2 separate regions of the Triticum aestivum genome follow, and region 2 is linked to region 1. Evidence: chromatin contacts called from public HiCAR-type data. All regions are on one chromosome and are shown on one strand. Each heading gives the region's core, a stretch centred on a gene start, on an enhancer-like site or on the middle of the called end of the contact. The rest is flanking DNA. Distances are from core to core; before and after follow the strand shown.

Region 1 (3,244 bases), core at 205-2,704:
AACGCACACGACGCGCGAAGCCAACGGACGCCAGCAAGGAAGGTATCGTCGACATTCTTCCACCACATAGGTCTTAACCAAAATCAACTTTAGTTACTCTATTTAATCATCACGCACAGACAGTCAAAAGACTCCCGTCCATTCGGGTCTGGACCTCGCCTCGCCCCTCCTAACCACAAGATCTTTTGCCACCATCCGGAAAACCAAAAAAATAAAATGAGAAGATCTTTTGCCGCCATGATGATGAATTCATGATGAAGGAATATTAACAAGAATAATATGTATAATCGTGCTTAGAATAAGGTGGGGAAAATTAAACAAACGAACTTTGCTTCACATGTTACATTCTACGTGTAATTCTATCTCAGGCTTGCTTCCTTCTTCCTTGTTCGGCACGTCGACGGGAGGGAGATGGGCCCGGGCCGGAGCCCGTGGCTCAGGAGCACTCGGCCCAGCCCTCCACGGCGGGGGCAGGGGCGGGGGCCCGGACCGCGGTGCGTGCCATCCACGACGCCACCGTGACCACCAGCCTCGCCGGCACGTGCGAGCTTGCCTCCAGCCGGCGGAGCAGCGCGGCCTCCGCGCAGCCGGATCCGGCGACCTCCGACCAGAGCGCGGCGGCCATCGCGACGCGGAGGGATACGCGGGAGGCGGAGACGCCACGGCCCAGCGCCCGGAGCGCGCCCGCGGCCCTGGCCGCCCGCCGGCGCGCCGTTCCCGGCGCGAGGCCCATCCGCTTGGCCCACCCCTCGAGGACCACCTCCGCCCGCGCGCGCCGGTGCTTGCACCCGGCCCTCCTCCTCCCCGCCGCCCGCGTCGCCGCGGAGGCGGCCGCGCACGAGTCGGCGGTGGACACGCAGGAGGAGCTGGACGACGACTCCGACTCCGAGCCCGCGGATCCGGCGTCCTCGCCCGCGGCCGCGTGAACGAGCCGGCGCCGCAGGTGCCTGGAGGCGAGGAAGTTGGCGCCGTGCACCTTGGCGTCGCAGGGCACGCAGAGGAAAGCCGAGTCCGCCGCGCAGTGCACCGCCGCGACGCCCCCGCACAGCTCGCACCCCGCGATCGCGCCCGCGCACCTGTCGCCCGCCATTACGAACAGCAGCTTCTCTTCTCGATCCTCCGACCAGCCTCTGCCTGCAGCCTCTAGGCAGGGGATGGATCGCTAGCGGCTATGAAAACCAGGCCCACCGGAGCTAGCGTAGCCCGCGCGTTGCGGGAAGGAAGCCGGCGGCGACCGCGAGTTGCAGAGGGGAGACGGCAGACCTGGTCTGTGCGGTCTGCGACGAGGTCGGGAAACCGCGGCGTGGGGGAGGAGGTGAGAGATGCGAGAGATGGGTTTGGACGGACTTTGGAGTCGGCAGGCAGCTCGGGTGGAGGATATTTAAAGAGGCCCCCTGCCCTGGGATGGAGACCAGTGGCTCCAAGCGGCGAAGCGTAGTCCAGCTCCTGCTCACCGGGGCCGTGCGATTGATTAATCGGCGGGCCGTGGAGAAAAACAATGTGGAGCGTGCGGTTTTCCGTTTGGGAGTGTGTGGACGGCGGGGGTCGGGGTGTTTGGGTGGGGCTCGATCTTATTTGTGGCTGATGTTCCTCGCCGTGTTGTACACCCAGATATTTTGAGCTGGTACAAGTGGGCAGTTTTGTACTAGTATGAGAGCTAGCTGGCTGCCCGTACCGTTACCGCCATAAATGCAACTTAACAGAACCGCTTGATCTGATATGGAGGGTCAGGATTTGATCAGTGCTCTACCGAAGGGATCATGACGTAGCCGGTCGCCATGTACCATTTACCCTGTTTGCATCCATAGGTTAGAGTTAGTTTAGCTTAGTTTGGACTCAACTAACCCAAAAATATTCAAACAGGAAAGGTTGTTTGGATTAGATGCATCTAACCTACTTAAAAAATTAACCCATCCAAGAGATGCTTATTTGGGTTAGTTCTTCTCGGGACCACTAAAAAACACATTTTTCTCTCACTCTCCCCGCAGCAGCCCTGCCCTATACTCCCGTTCCAACCCCATCGTCTTCCTGCGGCCCGTCCGCCCGTCAGTAAGCAATCGCGGCTCCTTGCGCGGCCCGTCCCTGTCGGCCTCGGCCAGCGCGGCTCCTTGCGCAAGGACGACGCATTCGGCCGGCGGGCTACGCGAGAGGCCAGCATGGCTCCTTGCCGGGCGCGTCCCCGTCTGCCTCGGACATCGCAACTCTCGCCAAATGATTGAGAAAGAGCATTTATTGTCAATCTAACCCTGCCATCCATACATTTTTTTGGTTGGAGTTAGTTCAGAGTTAGAATTCTAACTCTAACCTCTAACTAAGTTAGAGTATCCAAACAGGGCCATTGGATCACAAATCCGGAGGGCAGGGTCGGAGCACTGGACATACGTGCAATTATGAGACTCGTGTGGTGTTTTCTGCTAACCTTGTGGAACGTAGACATTGTCCTCCGGATCGCAGATCCAGCGGCCCTGCTGCCCCGGAACACCAAATGTGTACTCTTTACACACTCAGTGGTAGGTTGCTGACCTTATCTTAGTCGGTTAGCACCCGCTGTCATTTTAGCCTCGGTGGTCTTGCCATCGAGCCCTCCTCCCTCCTCGTCCATCATCTCTCCTTCTTCCTCCTAGCTCCTTACTCTCCCCTCCCCATCCCACTCATTGTGTCCAATGGACATGAATTGGGGTGTCACACATGTCTATATGGCAGATTTGAAGTTTCGAGTACAGCATAAACACACATTTTGTGCATCGTTAATGAGTTTAGTTTCACTTATTGAAATAGTCAAATACACTCACACAACAACTACACATGAGTGGAGCGGGGGAGCTGCAAGATTGACCAAATCATCAACTATTAGTGAAAATGACACCTTAGTGAAAGATATAATCCACCGAGACACATGATACTTCAAACTGTTGAGTTGAGGTATAACCACATAGTGGCTGCAGTATCTATGGCCCATGAGGTATTGTCATACCATTTATCATATAATTTATCTATGGCCGCCGCAACCCTCCACCACCTCCTCGCTCCACGGCCGCACATCCACGCCATCGCACCACCCCTCCGCCGCCGCTGCCAAATCGGCAGTCGCTCCGTGATCGCCTAGCTTACCCACCACCGCCTGTGAACCCTTTCGTGATGCCTATCCCTGACATGGAGGCTGCTGCTACGGGGCTCCCCCTCGGCGCGGCCGCGAGGCGCCCGTTGGGATCCACCATCCTGCTGGACTTCTCTCAAGAGATGG
Region 2 (3,524 bases), core at 198-2,697, 390 kb before region 1:
ATCTGTGTATCACTTGACAAAATAAAAATACAATTATCTAACATGGATAGTAGTGATGATGGCTATAAGGTGAAAGAAAATCAAAGACGGTAAAGTGAACTGAGCACAATAACAATGTAGCAATAGCTAAGCAAAAGTCATGCCAAGTTATCAGGGAATGATTTGTCTGTACCTGGTAACTAGGACCAAAGGCCATCCCTGTGAGCTTGGATTTGTCCTCCCTCGGACGGTTCTTGACCAGTTCTGCCTGATTCACCTCTATAATCTCCATAGGCATATCCCTCCTACCTCTCTTCACTCCAATCCTGCCCAATTCTGGTGGCAGTGCAGGCTCCCGCATTGGTGGCGCTGCCATTGCCACTGCCTCAGCACTGTAACCTCCAGTATATTCCCCTCCACATGGAGGCGCTGTCGAATGCTCGTATCCACCACTGTGCTCCCCGCCATATCCATTATCATACCCACCACCTTGCTCCACTCCATATGCTGCATACTGTGGTTCAGCCCCATAATTCAAATTGCTATTTGGATCCAAACCATAATATGCATAATAGTTTGGATCCCATGCATAGCCTTCGTACCCATTAGCGTTTCCAACTCCAGCATCACAACCCTGGTGTTGGACGTCTCCAGCTTCAGCACCAAGACCCTGTTGTTCTTGCTGTTGCTCCGGAGCAGGCATGCCATCCTCATCGCTGCTTTTCTCAGGATCGTCCTCGTCGGCAGGGCCAGTATCGGACCTTTCTGGCGCCCCTCTGTTGACAGCCGAGCTAGAGGGGCCAGCAGCACCAAGATTTGACCTCTCCGGCCCGGCGGTGTCTACGGCCGACCTCCTGGCCGCGCCGGAGCCGAAGCCAAGCGAGTGCCTGGGCGCCGGGAGGAACGAAGACACCGGCCCCGATCCAGCAGACAGGGGCGGGGGCGCCTCGCTGACGCTGGGACGGCGCTTCTCGGCGTCATCATCCTCGTCCGAGCTGACCCCGGTGGTCTGGCGGATCGGCGGCGGGCGGAACTGTACGACGCGCTTAGGGTTTCCGGAGGAAACGGACGATTTGGGAGGCGGGATGGAGGAGAAGGTCGCGGCGGATTTCGGCGCCGGGAGCGATGAGAATATAGGCGCCGACTTGGGTTGCGGGAGCGCGGAGAAGATGCCGCCGGCGGGCTTTCCGCTCGCCTCGCCGCGGCGGGTCGCGGGAGCGGGTGAGGGGATGCTCTCGTCGGCGTCTTCGTCGGAAGAGGCGTAGGTGGCAAGAAGCGAATCCATGTTTTCGGCGCGGTCGGCGGGGAAAGGGGCAGGCGGCGGCGTCGGCGGCGGCTTTGGGGTTTGTTTCGAGTTGGAGTTGGAGTCGTCGACGGTGAGCGGAGGCGGTGGTCGCCTGGTCGGAAAGGTACGGAAGTGGGGCGTTTTCCTGGGCTTCGGCGGGGTACTTTTTATCTAACGGGCTGAGCTTCACATGGTTGAAACCTTTTACCAAGCCCTAGAGAGAGGCCTACACTATGTGGGCTGACCTATTTTTGAGACTCTCGCTTGCCTCTTACTCTTAGAGCTTTTTTTTTTAGTAATTGTCTTCTCCATTGCCTAAAAAGTACTCCCTCCGTCTCAAAATTCTTGTCTTAGATTTGCCTAGATACGGATGTATCTAATACTAAAACGTGACTTGATGCATCCGTATTTAGAAAAATCTAAGACAAGAATTTTGGGACGGAGGGAGTAGTAATTACCTCCCCTTCATTTATTATAATTGTTACATCAGTTACAATCATGAAAACCACCACCTTTGGGGTAACCCCATCCAGTACTTACTCGGATATAAGCTTTCATGATCTCGTTCAAGTTAGTGCATCCTTCATACTAGAGTTTATCGGTTCGGCCTAAATCATGGCTTCTTTGCTTGCCCCCACGTCGTCCTCTGGAGTTCTGGCCAATGAAAATAAGGCGGACAGAGCAGCTGGAGGCAGTAAACGTTGAGGCGCCATCATCGCTAATGTACTCGGACCAGCTTATACAATTTCAATCGGTGCTTGAACACTTGCGCCCGATTGAACTTCTGGAATTTTTTGCACTGAGTCATGGTAGACTTCCTTTGACACCGGACTTCACCTTCGATTAGGCATGTCGAGATCCGTTTGAGTACGCTCCTCGTGCTCCCCAGCGTCCTCCATGGGAGTTACTCCTTCAGCCACTATGAACAATGTAAAACAACAATTCATTAGTCTTTGCTTTATCATTCACTCGGCGATGACACAACATACAAAATACCTTCTGAAGTTTCAACATCAACATCAGGTCGTCTTTTGCCTTTGCTCGGGGTCTGCTCGGTAGCTTAGCTGTTGTGACTTGTTGAGGTGGCAGCCCTACTTCAGAAAAGGCTCCAAGATGGTTACAATGTCAAAATACTCAAAGCAAAATTACACTACTTATACTCACTTGGAGACAATCGGCACCACTTTCTTCAACCAGGGCAAGTTCGCAACTTTACTAGGCTTATGAGTTATGTTCTTGGCATTTTAACCACCTTTGGAGAAGGAACCGCTGGCTCAATCGAAGCCGCTCGAGCTCGTTTAACCCCCTGAGTAGCGGGTGCTATTTTGCTCGGATCATTTACTGTATTAGGCCTACCTTCTTGGACAATGTAGGTCGAGGGAGAAGACTCCGCCTCATCCTCAGATTCGCCTTCAGCATCATTGTCATCGTGCTTATCATCGAACTCTTGGGTTTTTGCTTCATCGTCGCTCTCGGATTATGGCTAACACTTCTCCCAGACTTCTCGCCAGCAGGCTCATGGTTCACTTCTGGAATCAGGGAATATAAACACTTGAATTTTCTGACATATCAATCGAACGAAAAATTGGGTTTGTCGATGTACATAAGTTTGGGCCTTTCTGTACCCCTTACTTGTGCATGGGCAGTCGTAGCCGCGCCCGTGGCGAGGGCTTGACGGGGCAGTAGAAGGCAAAATACAAGATTACCAAAGACATCATTCAAGCTAGTAAACAAAGAGCAGAAGACAAGCTAGGCCTCCCCTGGCAACACCCTTGCCGGGGCGGCCTACATAGCCCCGGCAAGATCCTTGCTGGGGCGGCTTGCGAAGCACCAGCAAGGCCACCGCCCTTGAAGCTGAGAGCTCCAACACCATCAACAACATCAAGGCCAAGACTTGGGGGCGCATGCGTAGTGCATGCAGGTCTTTGTGAAGACTGGTGACATGCAGGCCTACGTTGAGACCAGAAGACGAAGACCCCCGGCAAGACCCTTGCCGGGGACGGCCGCGAGGCCCCGGCAAGACCCTTGCCGGGGACAATTACGGGGCCACGACTGGGCCCGCACCCGACAAGGTTTCGCCACCCCACGACCGTTCCAGCGCGGCGACCAGCTTGCCAACTAGGCAGACGCCTGCGTGGCGGCATGCAGATCCTGGGCCAACTAAGCAAGCACCTGCGTGATGGCATGCAGATCTTCATGAAGATCCTACCACCGCGCCAACGCAGCGGCTAGCTAGTCAACTTGGCGCTGCATGCCTCGT

What was found. HiCAR-type assays count read pairs that join an accessible place to other places.
Region 2: a contact with region 1 is called in a HiCAR-type map of leaf, with 4 times the contacts expected there. The contact joins the promoter of LOC123136606 here to the promoter of LOC123133976 in region 1. A contact is called at or near these places in 1 of 5 Hi-C or Micro-C datasets (leaf) and 1 of 1 datasets of contacts at active chromatin or transcription factors (leaf).

The regions. Positions count from the first base shown.
Region 1 is chr6B:209,452,900-209,456,143 of IWGSC CS RefSeq v2.1, reverse strand. LOC123133976 (B-box zinc finger protein 32) reads right to left here and starts at 1,454. Exons shown (of 1, transcript XM_044553348.1): 1 at 266-1,454. The coding sequence starts at 1,090. The coding sequence ends at 437.
Region 2 is chr6B:209,838,183-209,841,706 of IWGSC CS RefSeq v2.1, reverse strand. It overlaps LOC123136606 (proline-rich protein PRCC), which reads right to left and starts at 1,447. Exons shown (of 2, transcript XM_044556029.1): 1 at 173-1,447. The coding sequence starts at 1,264.